2 separate regions of the Mus musculus genome follow, and region 2 is linked to region 1. The links are chromatin contacts, called in public HiChIP or PLAC-seq maps. All regions are on one chromosome and are shown on one strand. The core of a region is the stretch at or near the end of the contact, and the rest is flanking DNA. Distances in the headings are between cores, read along the strand shown.

The links. HiChIP or PLAC-seq counts read pairs in DNA pulled down with a chosen protein or histone mark.
Region 2: a contact with region 1 is called in an H3K4me3 HiChIP or PLAC-seq map of embryonic stem cells, with 70 read pairs. The contact joins the enhancer-like site here to the promoter of Six4 in region 1. A contact is called at or near these places in 3 of 39 promoter capture datasets (the 3T3-L1 cell line, liver and macrophages), 1 of 15 datasets of contacts at CTCF or cohesin (the NIH/3T3 cell line), 2 of 484 Hi-C or Micro-C datasets (the HL-1 cell line and uterus), 6 of 115 datasets of contacts at active chromatin or transcription factors (the 3134 cell line, the SCID.adh cell line, embryonic fibroblasts and 1 more) and 2 of 9 other capture datasets (adipose tissue and pancreatic islet).

The regions. Positions count from the first base shown.
Region 1 is chr12:73,110,742-73,114,642 of GRCm38.p6, forward strand. Six4 (sine oculis-related homeobox 4) reads right to left here and starts at 2,504. Exons shown (of 3, transcript NM_011382.3): 1 at 1,602-2,504. The coding sequence starts at 2,443. It also overlaps a transcript of Mnat1 not described here.
Region 2 is chr12:73,148,009-73,152,202 of GRCm38.p6, forward strand. All of the region lies in intron 1 of Mnat1 (menage a trois 1), which reads left to right. Among named protein-coding and RNA genes, the nearest start is that of Gm23910, 4.2 kb to the left of the region's middle. Within about 2 kb of position 1,338, at least 5 of the 459 cell types and tissues checked have an H3K27ac peak or open chromatin away from gene starts, as enhancers often do.

The DNA of each region.
Region 1 (3,901 bases), core at 1,254-3,753:
AACTGGGCCGGTTCCATAGCAAAGGTTACAGGACAGCTGGTCAGCATGTGCCACCGGCTTCCTACCCAGTGCCTAGGAGATTCCTTCAGTCCATCTGCAGAGCACTCCGGGGTAGGTGGGGTCTCCTAACCAGTGCTCTTTCTTCGGGTCGCCCCCTCTCTCAAGACGGAGAGGGTGCTCGCAGGTCGCCCGGCATGTTTTGTTTATGGTTACCCGCAACAAGGGTCAGGGCTGCACAGTGCGCCTCTCTCCCTGCCTGGGGTGAGCTGTGGGCCTCCAGCTCCACCCGGGCGCAGGGCATAGTAGCGAGGGAGGGCTCTGGAATGCGCAGGGTGATCACCTTCACCTGGCCCAGGCTGGCTGCTTCCATGGCTCCCGGGTTCCTTCCCAGAGCAAAACATTTGAACTGCATTTTGATTCTCTTCTCCCCAATCCCCGCGGGGAGGGGGCCATCAACCTTCTGCTTACTTTACCCTTACAACAACAACAACAACAACAACAACAGCAGCAGCAGCAGCAGCAGCAGCAGCAACAACAACCACTACACACCTAAACAACAACACACCCACACACACAAACACCCACACACAGCCAAGGGTCTGACTCTAGCAGACACAAAAGAGAAGAACAAAACAAAACAAAACAAAAACCCTGCATTTTATACGAAAGAGAGAGAGAGAGAGAGAGAGTGTGTGTGGGTCTGTGTGTGTGTAGGATGGCTGAAGGAGGACTGAGTGGATAGCTCCCCTACTTCTTTCCTGCTGCCCACCTTATGCCAGCCGGCTTGTCTCCTATTCCCAAAGTCAGTAGGGGATCATGCTGTGTTAGGGGGTCCAAGAAACTGTCCTTCAGTCCTGCCACCTCTGAGGCACTGTAACCCGATCCGAAGTTGTTCAGAATCAGGTTTCAAAACACCGCAGAGACGAGCAGCACCCACACCCCACGCTGCCCTAGCAGCGATGGGAACCGCGGCGGGCAGGGTAAATGATTAACTCTGTCATATTAAAGCCTCGACGTCCCCAGACCCCATCTGAGCCACTAGTCTCCATTAACTCTCCTTTTCCTTCCAGAGAGCCCCTGGTGACCTCCAGGGCAAGCCCGGGCTTCAGTCGAACCCTGGGTACCCTGGAGCGTGTGCGCACTCCAGGCTCCGGGTAACCCCGCGGAGGCAGGGACCCCGGCCGGCGCCGGCAGCCCCTGCGGGCCCAGAGCTGCCGTGAGAGCAGCCTTGCCGGCAGCGTGCGCACACATTCCCTAAAAGAACCAAGGCGAGAGTGGCAACTTCAAAGGCAGCAGGATGGGGGTGGGAAGCCGGGCAGCAGTGACCAGCCGAGGTGGGGGCGGGGACTGGACCTAAGAGGGCGACCAGAAACTTCTGGGGGCAGGAGGGGGAGGGTTAGGAGGGAGGATCCCCCGCCCGCTCGTTGCCACCGTCGTCCCCCCTACCACCCCGGTAGGGAAGCGAGGTGGGGGGCGGGGAGAGGTGGGCAGCCGGACCAGGCTGGTGGGGAAGGTAAGCGCCATGTTTTCGAGCGCTAGGAGGAAAAGAAAGCTGGGAAAGGGTGGGGGGAGGAAGGGGGAGGAGGAAAGTTGGCGCTCACCTTTTGGACTGGGTCTCGGAGGGGTTTCGGTCACGCTGCCGCCGGTTCTTGAACCAGTTGCTGACCTGGGTGAGGGAGAGGCCGGTGATCTTGGCCAGGTGCCGCTTCTCAGCCGGCGAGGGGTAGCGATTCTGCTTGTAGAGCTCCTTGAGCGCGTTGCGCGACTTCTCCTTGAAACAATACACCGTCTCCTCGCCGTCCCAGATGGTGCGGGGCAAGGGGAATTTCCTGCGCAGCCGGTACTTGTCCACGGCGCCCAGCGGCCGGCCGCGCGCTCGCTCGGCCTCGGTGTAGCGCGCCTTGTACCAGAGCTGCTGCAGCAGCGGATGGTTGGCCGACTCGAAGCTGTGGCTCTCGAGGATGCTGTACAACTCAGGGTAGATGCCCTGGTGGAAGGCCACGAGCGCTCGCGCCTTCAGAAGGCTCTCGTTGCCACGTAGCAGATCGCTCTGGGGCAGGGACCAAAGAAACCGGGCCAGGCGGTCCAGGTTGCCCCCCTGCTGCAACGCCTCGCACACGCAGGCGACATGGTCCGGCGAGAAGGCCAGTGGGGGCTGCGCGGCGGCTGCGTGCTGGTGCCTGCCCAGAAGTTCCGAGTGGAGTTGTACCTGATCTGCCGCTCCCGCCGCCGCTGCCCCTTCCTCCCGGCTTACCCTGGAGGCAGCCGCGGCGTCCCCCGGCTCCAGGGGGAAAGGAGCTGGAGCCGGGGGGCTCAGCCCAGCCGCCGCGCCCCCCGCCACTTCTCGGTGCGCCTCCTGTCCTTCCGAGGCGCTTTCCATCCCATTCTCCTGCTTGATGTCCGCCGCACTTGCAATCTGCCCGGTGGGGGAGGAAGAGGACATTTTTTGTTGTTTATTTTCCTCCCTCCCTCACTCCCTCGCACTCTTTTCCTCTTTCTTTCCCCCTCTCTTACTCCTCCTTCTTCGCCTCCCTCCCCCTCCCCCCTCCGGAAAGCCCACTCCCTCCCTCCCGGTTTCGGCTGGATCTGGCCGATCAGGTTTCCCCCAGGCCACGCAGTCACCATTAAGATAGCTGCTAGAGCAAAGTAGTGTAAACGGATAGCTGCTTTCTGCCGTTCCCCCAACGTGACTCCTCCGGTTGCTGCATACTATATGGCACTGGCCGCCCGGCCGGCCCGGCCGAGCCACCCCATTGGCTATTTCGCATTCAGTGGGAGGAGGAGACACCGTTTCTATCCCTGTCGATCACCCGCCTCCCACTCCACCCCTTGCCTTTCCCTCTCTCCCTGACCCCCAGGCACCTTTACCTGCCGGAAAACACCGACATTCTTTTCTGGCCAAGCTTCTGAATGGGCAGTTATTTAGTGTGGCCTGAAAATTGGACAGCTCTTTCAAAGAAAGGCCCAGTGATTCCCAAGGGAATACTAATCGCGTGACCTTAAAGTCTGGACAGCTAAAATTTTAACAAAGAGACCACCCTCAGTATGTAGATAACAAAACTTCAGAGACTAATTCCGAAGCTCCCCAGCACCTCCTCCCCCCACCCCCCAAACTAAGGGATGTCTTTATTAAGGATGTGTATTCAAGAGTCAAGAACAGCACTAAGGAATGCTCTGATAGAGAAGCATTGGTAGTAATGAAAATTCCGGAGGGGGAGATCTTGAAAAACCTTGAAATGAGCAGTGTGTGTAGCCCACCGAGATGACAAAGGCAAGAAGCATTAAAAAAAAAAAAAGGCAGAAACCCTGAGATGGACCTAATACAAATAAGCATATAGAAAATAAACCTGGATGTTTATACTGGGTAAGTAGTATAGAAGAGAGCTAAATTATAATGGACTAGGGCATAAATCTATTTACCATAGTAGAAACATTCAAAATGTGGATACCATCAGCACCCCCCTACACACACACACACACACACACACACACACACACATACACACACACACACACACACACACACACACGATGTGGTGCTGGAATGGATAAATAGTTTCTCTTTGAAGGTGATAGATAGGTCTGGGAAGAACACCATCTCTATATGCGGGTCTATTGGAAGAGATCCGGACAGAATCAGCAACCCTTGCTAGGATTGCTCCGCCAGGGTTGAGGCTGAAGGGAGGAGGTGCAATGTGGCTATCTTCAGTTGGGATTCTGTCCTTCATGGTTTGCATGAGGTCTTAGCTCAGAGAGGGATGGTGAGCCTGTCTCTGGCTACTGTGGGCCAGTTGAATTTGTTTGCATATGCTTCTTCTCAAACTCTTAACAGCTAAATGTCCTCCCCCTAACCTTTACTTCAGGGTGGCCTTGTAGTGTTTCTGCTTCCCAGTCACTCATA
Region 2 (4,194 bases), core at 88-2,587, 36 kb after region 1:
CATGCACAGAGATAGGCTTACACAGAAACATACACAGACAGACACATAGAGACACAGAGACAGATACACAGTCACGCACACAGATGCACTCAGTCTCACAGGTGCATAGACACAGACACACTCAGACACAGATACACGCACACACACACAAGAGGAACAGATTTCTTAATAAAAGCCACTCACCTTAGAAACTGAGGAAGAGCAAGTGCCTCCTGCTTTTTGAGTGTCTCCTTTTCAGGTTTATAAATTGTGAATTGAGTGAGTGAATGAATTTAATGTGTGTGTGCACACATGTGCCACCACTAATGTGTAAAAGTCAGAGTGCAACCTGCAATTCTTGAGCTTAGGTCACCAAGCTGGACATCAAGTGCCTTTAATTGCTGATCCATTTCTCTGGCTCAAATCCTTTATTAGCAGAGTGTTAACTATCATAGTAAGTATGGCTTGTTTATTTCTATACTTAGTGGATTTAGGTATTGTCAAATAGTTGAAACAAAACTTTATTTTATTGTTTTTTTCTTCTCTATCATTGGGAATTGAACCTCTTGCATACTATGCAAGTGCTGTCTCCAACACTGAGCCCAGCCTGGGGTGAATTTCTTTCTAAAGTTGTAGTTTCCTTTGATATACTTTAGTGAACACTACTCGTGTGGACTGGGTTTATCGCTACAGAGTGAGCTTTGCCTTGGGAATCAGGACTCTTTGGTTATTGAATGTCACTCATAGTAAAAATTTCATGGCTGTTTCCCTTTTTTTAATCCTTGTTTTATAAATAGTTTTATGTCTATTTTTAAACCTACTTTTGTGCAACAATTCGTTGTATCAGATAATATCTTGACTGAGATAAAATGACCTAGTCTTTGAATTTATATTAGGGTCTCATCCTATTGGCCAGGCTGGTCTGGAATTCTATGTAGACCAGGCTAGCCTCAGACTCACAGAATCCACCAGCTTCTTCCTGAGTGCTGGGATTAAACCACCATGCCTGACCTCATAAATTGTGTGTTTTTTTTTTAAATCATGTATTTATATTTTTCCCTTTCCAGTCTTTTCTCTTCTCTTCTCTTCTCTTCTCTTCTCTTCTCTTCTCTTCTCTTCTTTTCTCTTCTCTTCTTTTTTTCCAGTATTTTCTTGATTTTATTTGTCTTTGAGTATTTTTTTCCTTTACTGTTATAGTAATCATGTTCTTTTGTGTTACAAAGCAGATTATTGCTGTAATTTAAGTCAGTAACTAGAAGTTTGGAAGACTAATGTTTAGAAATTCTGTATTTAGCTGGGTCTGGAGGTGTAGGCCTGTCATCTTAGCTCCTTGCAAAGCTGTGAGGCAGGAGAATGACAAGGTCAGTGCTTGCCCTGGGATACAGAGTAATTTCAATGCTATCTGGGCAGCTTGGTTAAATCCTTACTCAAACCAGAAAGTAAAAGCTGAGGGATGGTGGGATTGCTCAGTGGGTAAGGGTTCTTGCCTCCAAACCTGATAGTCTGAGTTTGATCTCAGAAGCCTTATGGTGGAAGCAGAGGACCAACTTGAGGAAATTGTTCTTAGGCTTCCACACTGTGCCATGCCATGCCATGCTCTGTACATATGCCTACATTCAACATGTACACACATACAAATAAATTAATAAAGATATAAAATAATTATTTTTTAAAGGTTAATAAACAAGGATTGAGGCTATATATAGCTCTGTGGAATGCTTGCCTGGTGCACATGAGGTTTAATCACCAATAAAACACACACATGCACACATATGCACACACACACATACATGAATATGCACACATACACACACATTTGTGTTATACCTCTTAGCAAGTCTCATTTTCATGACTTTTGAAAAGTGCTTTTTTCAGTAGTGCCTAATGGGTTTTAGATAGCTTCAAGTGAATCAACAAGACAGTGATTGAAAGTGTTTTCAAGGACTGTATGGTAAAAGGGCTCTATATATTATGGTATGTTTTTAAAATGTATTTTAAATAACTCTGTGCCTCACCAAAATTAAATTGAGACCACCACTTGGATGGAAAGGTTTTCTGAGCTGCACAAGATCATATACATATAAAGTTAAAGAAGAAAACACAGAGGACTGGGGGGAAGCCTGGTGGTAGAGTCCATACCCAGCTTGGGCAAGGCCTTGAGTTTAGTCCCCAGTATAAGCAGGGGATGAGGGGATTTGATACCCAAAAGATCCAAGAAAAGAAAACTCAACATTTTTTCTTGCAGCACATTTTAAAAATTGAATTTATCAACTGCTGTATAGAGGTGACTTATTACTATGTATAGATATCATACAGCCCAAAGGCAGTTCATAAATCACATAGTCGGCAATTTATTTTAATGGATCAGATTACAGATTTTTTTTTTCTTTTTAGGAGTTTTGGTATTAGAATGTTAGGAATTCAGAGTGGCTCCCCCTTCTCCCATTTAAATGAAATTAATGAAGTTAAGAAATTTATATCTAAGGAGTTAGGCAGTGCAGTTCTTGTCGGTGTTCCCCACAACATTCAAACAAGCACACTTGCTCGTTTATCACTTGTTTTCAATTTAATTTATGGATGGAACGGCCATTACAACATGTCTGTAGCTACAACTGATGTCATTTAAAATGATGAATGAGTTTATTTTCCAATTTCTTAGGCACTTAAGGTTTTTGGGTAGGAGGAGATCTCAGAGAGCATGTATTCCAAGCTCTTATTTTATAGATGAATAAAGCAGGAACCAAGGCATTAGGTGATTGCTCTAAATTTCTGTGTCTCTAAGCTGTTTTGTGTGTTGGAATGCTGTGACTTAGTAAAGATAGAGACTTTCCTTAATTAATGCATCTGACTTCAGTGTTACTTGGCAAGCTCTCCGCTTACTAATGTGTCGGTTGTACCTTGTGCTTTCATTAATGTCAAGTAGTGAAAACTCAGAATTTATGGTGAGTTGTAATTCAGCAGTAATTTTTCTAAAACCTGTCATTATCTGTAATTTAGAAACACAATGACCAGGAAGCAGTATTAGTATAAGCATAGTTTTATAAGTTCATATTAATCCATCCGGTAGAGCATAGCATTTTAACATACCTTTCAGAGGCACAGTGATAGGAAAAAATGATCGAATTGCTTATTGCCAAAACAAAGAAGTGCTTTAGAAATGGCTACCTAAGAAGCTGCTTTGCTGCATGAAAACGTAAGCTCTGAGAGATGTAGCCACCCGGCTTATCTTCCAGTGACAACTGTTGACTGTCTGGGTTTTATAGCTAATGCAGGTGTTGGTGAGTTAGAATTCTCAACTTGGGCTGGTGAGATGGTTCAGTGGGTAAGAGCACCCAACTGCTCTTCCGGAGTTCAAATCCCAGCAACCACATGGTGGCTCACAACCATCTGTAATGAGATCTGACTCCCTCTTCTGGAGTGTCTGAAGACAGCTACAGTGTACTTACATATAACCAATAAATAAATCTTTAAAAAAAAAAAAAAGAAAGAATTCTCAACTTGTTGTTTGGCATGGAAAATGGTTATCTTGCTGGTTATCCACCGTACTATCTTTTTTTTTTTTTAAATTAATTTATTTATTATATGTAAGTACACTGTAGCTGTCTTCAGACATTCCAGAAGAGGGAGTCAGATCTCATTACGGATGGTTGTGAACCACCATGTGGTTGCTGGGATTTGAACTCCGGACCTTCGGAAGAGCAGTCGGGTACTCTTACTAACTGAGCCATCTCACCAGCCCCACCGTACTATCTTTTAAGACTTACCTGTTTTATGAGTAAGAACCAACTTATTCTCGTTTAGTGTAACATGATAGTTGTGCATGTGGAACTAGTGTATAAATATATTAAAAATAGCCTATACATATTATTTATAGCAATAATTTTCAAGTTCAAAATAGAGAACAAAATCAAACACTTAAGTTGTACAGTGTTGTTGTCAGTGTCCTTGTCTAGAGCTTCCGTTAGTCTTGAGAGCGTTCCCTTGTTTACAACTTTATATTTATGTCTGCAGTAACATGAGCCTTGCTAAGCAAGCCTCTGCTATTAGCTGGTCAGGTAGTAGAGCTAGTTGTCTTTGACTCAATTCTATCCACTAGCTGTCTGGTAGGTTATTAAATAGATAAAGTTTATCAGAAGAGTTTAGAAGTTAATGGACTGTTTTGTTTGGAACCCAGACTCCTGGTCACTTGTTTTATGTTTAATTACTGACTGTGAG